Linked DNA regions of Rattus norvegicus: region 2 is linked to region 1. The links are chromatin contacts, called in public Hi-C maps. All regions are on one chromosome and are shown on one strand. Each heading gives the region's core, a stretch centred on a gene start, on an enhancer-like site or on the middle of the called end of the contact. The rest is flanking DNA. Distances are from core to core; before and after follow the strand shown. Region 1 overlaps Septin11 (septin 11). Region 2 holds the start of Septin11 (septin 11).

Region 1 (4,464 bases), core at 1,715-4,214:
TGTGCTCTAGTTGGAGAGGGTTTGGGAAAGGCGACGCCTGCAAATGCTTTGTTTTCCAGGCATAGAAATAGGAGCTAGATGGTAGATGGGCATTGATATGGGCGGGAGAGCAAGCGAGATAGGAAGAGTGTGGCAAAAAGCAAGGTAAGGTGAGGCAGTAATGCTGGAGCTGTTACAGCTGGCCACAGAGGGGAAATGCTAACAGAGAGAGCACTCAAGAAGCCCCCACTGACCAATTCAGAGCATAGGGGGAGTTTTGAAAGGGTCATAGGGGGAGTTTTGAAAGGGTCCGGATGTGGACTCTGTTTTTCTCTACAAGACCTATAGCATAGGAGAAAATTTAAATGGGTCCAAAGACCTATAGCTCTGTGCAGATTTTATCAGATGCATTCCCTCTTACCCCTAAGATCTAGAAAAACATAATTAGTTCCTTTCCTGGAACTCCTTTAAAGGAAAAAGTTGTTTAGAAGCAGCACTTGGAATTGGGGCTATTGGTCGGAGCTTTCTAGGGTGCCCCTGAAGCTATTTACTGCTGATCCACCTGCTCTGTGACCGGGGAGCTGGCCCTGGACACCCCCTTTCTCAGTCCCAGCTCTAGCTGGCTAGGAAGAGAACCCAACATAATTTTCTTCCCAAATTCCCCTCTTCTCTCTGGCTCCCTTCTGCTGTGTGTGAGGAACAGTTTCCCCTGAGGATTTTCTTGGCTCCGGCCTTTGGATTTCATGGTATAGATGACAAGCAGACTTGCAAATGTTGTCCAGATCATCCTTAAAGAATGTGACCCTCACTGGTAATGAAATGCTTGAGACATTTCATAGTTTGAAAGTCGCCCCAGTAATGCCTCATCCTGAAAGGATTCCTTGTGGGCTTCATAGTTGTGGTTTGGGTCCATAATTTGCATTCTTTTGCTTTCCCTTTCTTTTGGGAACTGAGGGCAGTTCCCATCTTCACACCCATCTTACCTTTTAAAGAGAGTGGGAGACCAATTCACTTCTCTCTAGATTATAGTTGGGAAGGGTTTGTGTTTACAGAAATGATCAATTAGAAAACTTGGGGGAAACTCAGCTCTTGGGGGATAGTTTGTGAGGTCAGGATTTCTTCAGGTATTGAGCGGTGGCTTTGTCAGATTTTGCATGAGAATCTGCATTTTCTCTTCAGCGGGGTGGTCTGGGTCCTCCTGTAACAGGGAGTCCCAACAGAAACTCCCTAAAATGAAAAGCGCCCCTCCTCTTCCCAACAGGAGTGGCTTCCCGGGGTGGGGGTGGGGGTAAGGAGAGACAGCAAAGGGGTGTGTCTTTCCATTCATGCTGTCCTGTGGCTCCCTCTGTGCCTCATCCATCATACCACCATAGAGTTAACGGCTTGATGAGTATTCAGAAATACTTGGGTACTTGTGCATGGTTCTGCATATGGCGAGTTTACTTGAAGTCTAATTACATGAGTTACAAAGTTGCAAAGCATCGGTTATTTTCAGCTTTTTGACTGACTCAGGGTTCCCCACCACTGCTCCACAGTTCCAGGTGCTGTTTTCTCACCAGCAGGACGGTGGCTCTTAGCAAGGGCTGTGCACACACAGTAGGACTTAGTGTGTTGTACCTTTGTGGCTGTTCAGCCGGCTTCTCTTGCCTGACACATTCCATGGGATGGGAGCGCTTTGGACTCTTCGCTTAGTGTTTAGCATGGTGGCTAGCACATGTCATTCCACAGGGTGAATAAAAACCTTAGTAAAGGTTCACTTTGACCCCTGACAACAAATAACTGACTCACACAAGAGCAACTGGGGTCCTTTTCAAAACTTTTGTGAAAGACCGAAGACACAGGAAACGTTAGAAGGGACAATTGCGGGGCTGGGGATTTAGCTCAGTGGTAGAGCGCTTACCTAGGAAGCGCAAGGCCCTGGGTTCGGTCCCCAGCTCCGGAAAAAAAAGAACCAAAAAAAAAAAAAAAAAAAAAAAAAAGAAGAAGGGACAATTGCAGCAGGACAATTGTGAAGGAGGTGGGAACATTCTTTCCCCTTCGTCCCTGCTTCTCCCTCCCTTCTCCTTCATCTTCTTCCTCCTCTTCCTCCTCCTCCTTCCCCTTTCTCTCTCTTCTTATCCTTCTTCCCTCTCCCTCCATCATGCCTGAGGTCTAATTCTGACTAAGTGATTATTGTGGGATAAGTAGAAATGAAAAGTTAAGCTTGTGCGCATGTGCATGCTCACACACAAACACAATCACTACTGGCCGTAGTTCTGAGGCTGACTCAAACTCTCCAACTGACACATCTTGTAAAGAAGTTGTCTTGATCGGCAATCAGAGCTGTTTAACTGGAGTATCTCCCATGTTGCCATTCCTTAAGCAAGTGACAGCTGTGGACTTAGGCATCTCTGATTTCCAGACAAAAGAAAACTTAGAATTGGCGAATGGACCAGAGACTTTACTTAGAGGGGTCTTTGGCTAAATCACATCACTTTACAGATGAAAAAGATTAAGCCTCCGGATTAAGTATCTTGGATCACTATGATTTACTGTGCACATGCCGAGGCTATGACACGAATGTAGTAACTGCATCTTGAACACAAAATCTCCAACACTTATCTGCACACATAAATCATATGTCAAATTAAAAAAAATATATATGTGAGATGAGGAAGCCCTTCTTGACCTTAAAGGTAAAAATTATCTTGCTTTCACAGTTTTAATCTGTTTTCATGATAACGAAACGTTGCCATGGCGATGTGCTCTCTTGCTTCCGCCCCCCCTGATAAGGATCAGAGGGTATAGGCTATTTTACTAACCACACCTGATGCTGAACAGTTTGGTTTTTAAAGCAAAATAAGTGGGTATCACTTGGACTGTGGAGAATAGAGCCCATCTGGGTGCATCAAGCTCGTTAATTTCGAGAGTCTGGCATGGATTAAAATAGAAGCCAGAGTGAGGGTGGGGAATGCAGAATGGTTTCCAGCCTTGGAGGCTGCTGATGCTGTGAAAAGTTGATTCTGCAAACAGGAATGCATTCTCTGTGTTCTTTCAGCTCTGTAACTGAGCCTGCTGTATGAAGGTGGATTGTTTTCCATGCCGGAGCCCTCAGGCGTTCTCCTACCTTCCGTTCGCTTACTCTGCCCTTCTCAGGGCGGTTTTAATTTATTGTTTTGTCCGAGAGTGTTACGGATCAGTTTCCCCTGCCTTCCGTGTCTCGCTGCAGTCACGGAACTAATTCATTTCAGATTTTAGAATCGGAGCTGTCCCTTCCTCTCGCCTCACTGGGGGAAAGGAAACTCATGTTTCCTAAGGACCATTAACTGCAACCCTGCCAAATGCCGAGTTTTTTATTGGTGATGGAACAAAGACCGAAAGCAAGTAGGAAACAAAGTGGGGATTCAAACCCAGGTCTGTCTGCTCTGGGTTTTCTGTTCTCCTACTCTGCTTAAGTACGACGTTGACCTGTGGAGCACAGTTTAGAGGGGCATTTAGAACTAGGTGTTGACACGCATTCTTATATAAGCTGTCTTATAATGGTCTCAATAATGAAGTCAGCTTGGCTTCTTTTAAATCCTTTCAGATTATGAACTTCAGGGTATACATTCATTGCCAAGAGACCTCTTAGACACGGGTACCTTTTAACTAGAAATACCCCTGCAATCTGTACCCTTGCTTCACTAATATATCTCGGGGAACTCCAGTGGTACCCTGAATTTCAACAGTCAAAAGCTACTTCCCCTTTCCCATGTCCCTCTGTTAAGATGGTGTTTATCACTTATATCCTCAATAGTACAGTTAGTAGGACCTGTCTTCACGACTATGTTGTAAAACTTCTTAGGGTAGAAAACAATGTTTACCAATGAATAACAGAATCAACACACTTCTACTTTAGTGATTTTAGTAGCCTTTTTAGGGGAACAAGCAATTATCCCCAAGAAGACATGTTCTGAGAAGAGAAAAATGAAACAGTCCAATTAAAACTGGCTGTTTTGTACAGTTCAAGTTCAGTCACAGGTCCAGTCGAGATGCAGTGGGCTGTGGGATTGGTTCAGTAAGAAGCCTTCAGCAGACAGATTAAAAAGGGGGAACATTACACAATTAAGGTCTTCTGGTCACTTACTTAGTAGCTTCGTGTTGCTACTTTTGTTTCCAAAATGGTTAAAACCAAGTCTTCTATTATACCCTTCATGTGCCATGACTGCAGAAATAAGAGTGTGTTGGCATTGCCAGGGCAGTGAAGATATACCAGGAGCACATTGCCCATTCTGAGCCTCAGTTTCTGCCCTTGAGGGAGGCTGTCTGTCTGTCTGTCTTCCTTTCTTTCTTCCTTCCTTTCTTCCTTCCTTCCTTCCTTCCTTCTCTCCCTCCCTCCCTCTTTCTTTCTTTCTTTCTTTCTTTCTTTCTTTCTTTCTTTCTTTCTTTCTTTCTTTCAGCATACTGGAAGTCTCTAGTAGCTGAAGTGTTACTGTGTCCAGGACCTGGAAGCAGCATAGATCATCC
Region 2 (5,024 bases), core at 1,470-3,969, 42 kb before region 1:
AATAAGAGAGTTACTTTCTACCAAGGTACAACATTCACTTGAAAATCTCTCCAAATAATCAGGGGTCCCACTAAAAAGGGGCATTGATCTTACATGAGGAACAATGTTACACATTTATTATATATCTTTTCTAAAATGAAAAATTGAAGTCACTTCTATGCTTGCTAACCCCTTGGGCTTTTTTCACTGCCCTCAGGATCAGGTACTAAATTCTTCCTATGGCAATAGTTGATTGTTCATAGCCTTAGTCTCTAGTTCCACTCAACATTTATAGAATATGTAAACATGAATTCATCATTCAACTTTATTGAGTATCGCAATGTTGCCCAAATTCTTTCCCTGGGAGACGCATTAGCAGCATCTACCCTTCCTCCTAGGGTCCACAAACAAACGGAGGCACCATGCAACCAATGTTCACTCTGGAAACCAATGAGTTCATTGGGCTTCTTAGATCACAGATGAGAAGTTACTTAGTGAGGGGAAGTACTCTCTTCTTAGAGGCCACACTAAAACTGACATCACCCAGCAGGGATGGAGGCTTTCCAATAGTCATATAGATGGATTCCCCCCTTTCCTAGTCTCCTCAGCTTTTACACTGTAGCCCTTCCTGGGGACAAAGTGCAGCTAAGGCAGAGGTATACAGGAAATGTGGTAGTAGGTGGCTGGATACCCAGTGAGGGGCTCCTGAGCCTCACTCCACACTCTGAGCAAGGTAAGGAGTCAGCAGCCACAGCTCATTTGCACCAAGATGGCCGTTGTTTGGCCTGGAGGATAGTTCTGTACAACATGTACAGTGTGGGCTAGACGCCAAAAGGCAAAGAAGCACTCTTGAGTTCATAGTCTATCGATTATTACTATGACAACCTCTTAACAGCCTAGTTCATCTGCAACAATGGCTGGGGTGAAAGTAAGTCACAGTTCCTGCCTGTTGTCATCTGAAGTTATATATATCGCCAGCCTCCCCTTTTAATCTTGAAAGTTTTTAAGCTTGAATAAGAAATTATTCACAACCCTCATTCATATGCACCTGCCCTGATACCCATCCCCCAACCAAAGAGCCAGAAAGCACTGAATTAGAGTCACAGAGGAAAGGAATTCTTGCGCTCCTGCATAGCACTCATTCGAGTGACATCTTACAAACTGAACAGGGTTTTTGCTCACTGTGTAATGGTGTAAATGAAGTCCCCATTCTCAAAAGACAAGTTATCTACAGAACAGAAAGTGACCGGAATAAGGTAGTGCTGTTCAGGTCTGAGCAGGCTTGACGTCAGAGCCCCTCCTCTTTCAACACTCCTCTCTAGCTTCACGGCCAAGGGTGGGATTCACTCTAGGTGGCTTCTAGCTCCTCACTCACCATATCAGAGCAGTCCAGCATCAGGATCAGTTATGGGTGAACCAATGCTACAGAGCCACTTACCCTCAGCCAAAGGCTGGGCAGAGCGTCTGAATCCCGTGGCCAAAAGTGGGACTCCAGAAACTTGGATGTTTGAAGTCTCAGGTCAGACTCTCATGTGCCCCAGTTCCTCCCAGGGCACGTTCATATTACAGCCCTCCCCTTGCCTCTTTCCCTGTGCTTCAACCCACCTGGTTTCCTCAACTCAATCAAGTAGCTATCCTCATGTAATCGTGGGCCTACCATGCGTAGACACCCACAGCGCACGACATCCCTCACTGTTCAGCCTATGTCAGATGCATGCACAAGGACCCGCCATTTCACCTGCCACTCAGATACAGTAATATTCCAACATTTGCTGGAAAAAAAAATCCTTGATGGTGGAGGAGTCCTCCAGGTTTCCTGTGCCGTGAATCGCACCCACTTGTCACCCGCTTTGCGCCTTCGCTGTGCACCACACCCCTCAGCCAGGGTTGAGCTTGCACGCCTCTGGTCCCTGGGTCATCCGGTCTGTCTCGGGGATCCAATGACACGTCTACTAACCTCTCCGTACCAGTAACCTCTCCAGTAACACGGTGGGGAAAAGCTCTGGAGAAAGCTCACAAACGGCCTAAATTCTCCAGCGGGTACTGGATTTTTTTCTTTTTTAATTAACCCCCCGCCGCCCCCGCCTCCAGTAGCCGGTGGTGGGTTCACGACTACGTCCTCAGTCCTCTTTCTCTCAGAAAGCGATTCCCAGTCCGGTCGCACACCACAGCGACGGTTTCCAGCAGCTTGTTTAGTCTCCTTTCTGATGGAAGGCCCAGCAGACCGGCAATTCTTTCCTCGTGGGGTGCGCTCTGCCCTAGTAGGTTACCCACCGAACCTTCTAAGCGGACTCCTCTGGATGGGGAGTGTCACCAGGATAACTTTCCAGAGGTGCAGACTCTGCACCCTGTGGTCCCCTAGCCTGCCTGCCCCACCCCATAGCAGCTCCAGGTGCCGGCTCCGCGCAGCGCGTGGCAGCTCGGGGTTGGGACCTCCGCGCCTAGGCTTTTACGCGGACTCCAGCACGTGTTGCAGGAGGGGGAGAGTCGGGCAGCGTCTGGGCACAGGACACTTTAGTGGGGCGGAAGAAAGCCACAGGAGGGAAAGTGTCTGACTTCACAGATTATCAACCTATCAGCTCACCAGGATCATGGTTCACCCGCCGCGTTCCTCCGCTCCGCTGGGGTCAGGTCTCTCTCTGCACCCCCGTTCCGGGGCAGGTAATGGTTGAGTCCAGGCGGGAGGCCATGTTGCTGGAATAAAGCGGGCGGGGCGGCGCGGGCGAGCAGATGCGGCTGGAGGCGCGCGGGAGCCGGGCGCGAGCAGGGCGCAGCCGCGAGGGAGGCGCGGGGGAGGCCAGCGGGAGCCGGAGCACCAGCAGCAGCCAGTGTCGGTGAAGAGCAGCCGGGCGCAGCCAGAGCCACAGTCGCGATGGCCGTGGCGGTGGGGAGACCGAGTGTAAGTCGTGGGCCCTCGCACGCTGATCCCAGGGCGTCGGGTGGGCTCTGTTTCGGGGCGCGTGCTGGTGGAGACTTGCGGGGACCAGGAGGGGGGCTCTGGGTGGTGGCTGATGGGGCTGTGGGTGTGTGCATGAATTTGGGCGCGCGTCTGGGGCGGAGGGGAGCTTGGGGAGCCCACAGGCTGAGAGCCTACCTGATGCAACATTAGATTGCCTTGGCGCGCCCCTGTTTCAGGGATGTGGGAGGAAAAGGACCCTTCCGTGAGGCGCCCTTAGAAGGGGTTTGCCTGAGCTGCTGCTTTCCCCAGCTAACCTCTCTTCCCGGCGCACAACGCTTAGCTGGTGACAGTGGAGGAAGGCGCTGACTGAGGAGGGTTTCCTCGCGGTTCTCCCGCGCCCTGGGGGCGATCGGGGCATGAGAATTGGGAGCTGAAGCGCTGTGTCACAGGGCTGTAGAAGCGGGTCAAAGGGGTGGGATTTCCGTGGTGGCTTACCCCCCGGTGCATTGTGAAATTCCGGACACCCTCAGGCGCCCACCCGGGTGACCGGGCCCTGCCCAGGATGTGGACAAAGCCCTAGGCACACACACAAAGTTTTCAAAGGGCTCCCTTTGGGGGTGGGTGGAAGTCCTGAAATACTCTGCGACTGGCAGGCCGGGGGCGGCAGTGCTGAATGCGGGGCTCCGGGAAGAGGAAGGGAGGGTGGGTGCCTGGAGGAGTGCCCCAGCACCCGAAGTCAGGGAGGGGATGCTCCTCTCCGGACTCTGGGCGGGGGTACGCGCCACGGGCTGTGCATCTGCGGGTATAGACTCCGGGTTTCCAACTCCGGAGCCAGCCAGAGCGAGTGGGACTTTGAGGATGTAGTTTAGGGTCTGCTCCCCAACCTCGGGTGAAAAGGAGGGAAGGGGCGGTGGCGGCGGCACCCGCCTTTCCTTTTTACTGAAAGGAGCCAAGCCCAGTGGGAAAGGCGGAGTCCTCTTCTCTCTGGTTTTCTTTGTCAACGTTCATAGCCCACTTTGCCTGGTCTGCCCTTGGGGCGACTTCGGTGGAGGTCTTTCCTGGCTAGTACCTCATCATCTTCTTTTTTTTTTTTTTAATTTTCCTTTTCAAACTTTACAGCTAGCTTCAGGTGGTGGCCTAATATTTTGCAGCTATAGAGAAAATCTTAGATATTGAAAGTTGCCAAACCCCAGATGCTGAGTTTCTTGGCTCCCCCACCCCCTTACACCTCTTCACACACCACCACCTTCTGCACCCCTGAGGAGTCTTAGCCCAGCAGGAAGTTCATGGGGTCACTCTTTGCAACATCTGTAGTTGCCTTTTCTGCTGCAGTTTGAGGCGCTTTGAAAGACTTTACCCTACAATCAGAACATGTTCACTGGGCATTATCAAGTGTTACTGTGAGTCTTTTTAGGCCTTCCAAACTCTGTTAAATGATACATCCTTAAGAATTTTGTCTTCCTCTTCACCACACAAATTATGCCCTTGTTAATTGGTCGGAGGCTGTCATTACTGAGGGAATTTGCATAGTCTCTGGGCTGATGATCTCTTTATTACTAGGGTAAGGAAACCAAGGTTAACTCTTGGCCTTATTTTTCAGGGCACAGATTCAAAGAACTAAAATAACAATGTATGTTTTAGAAGCATTGGCAAGCGTCTGGGAATGCACGTATCCTGTGTAGGGGGTATCGTTTTCAGAAACACCTATTGGCCAGTGCATTCTTAAGGGCTGGGGTGGGGGTGGTAGGAATAATTTGCTCCACATTTCCAATAAATTAGTAAGTTCATATATGTCAGTTAAATAGGAACAATATGTGGGGTTGAGATTTAGTTGTGTGGCTGTAATCATTTCCAACTCTGTGTCTGCCAGCCATATGTGAGCTTAAAACTACAGTTCTTGTGCAAGACCTTTCATTCAGATAATAGGGGAGATTTTGAAAGTATGCGTATACAGAGAAGATTGCTTCTTTATGCATAGTCTGTTGTCACTGGAGTTAAGATGGAATTACTTAAAACTTGAAAACAAGACGCCTGTTCCCCAGTTGTAGGAGTGGTCAGGAATGGACTACAGAGTCGAATTAAGGCTTTTAGGAGACTGCAGAGAATGGTCAGACTGTTTCGGTCTATTCTCTGGAATTCGTAACTT

Evidence for each region. A called contact is a pair of places that touch in the nucleus more often than the background predicts.
Region 2: a contact with region 1 is called in a Hi-C map of frontal cortex, with 2.3 times the contacts expected there. The contact joins the promoter of Septin11 here to the enhancer-like site in region 1. A contact is called at or near these places in 3 of 12 Hi-C or Micro-C datasets (frontal cortex, kidney and prefrontal cortex) and 1 of 1 datasets of contacts at active chromatin or transcription factors (oligodendrocytes).

Annotation. Positions count from the first base shown.
Region 1 is chr14:15,232,166-15,236,629 of GRCr8, reverse strand. All of the region lies in intron 1 of Septin11 (septin 11), which reads left to right. Among named protein-coding and RNA genes, the nearest start is that of Septin11, 41 kb to the left of the region's middle. Within about 2 kb of position 2,964, at least 23 of the 93 cell types and tissues checked have an H3K27ac peak or open chromatin away from gene starts, as enhancers often do.
Region 2 is chr14:15,272,895-15,277,918 of GRCr8, reverse strand. It overlaps Septin11 (septin 11), which reads left to right and starts at 2,719. Exons shown (of 11, transcript NM_001107208.3): 1 at 2,719-2,878. The coding sequence starts at 2,852.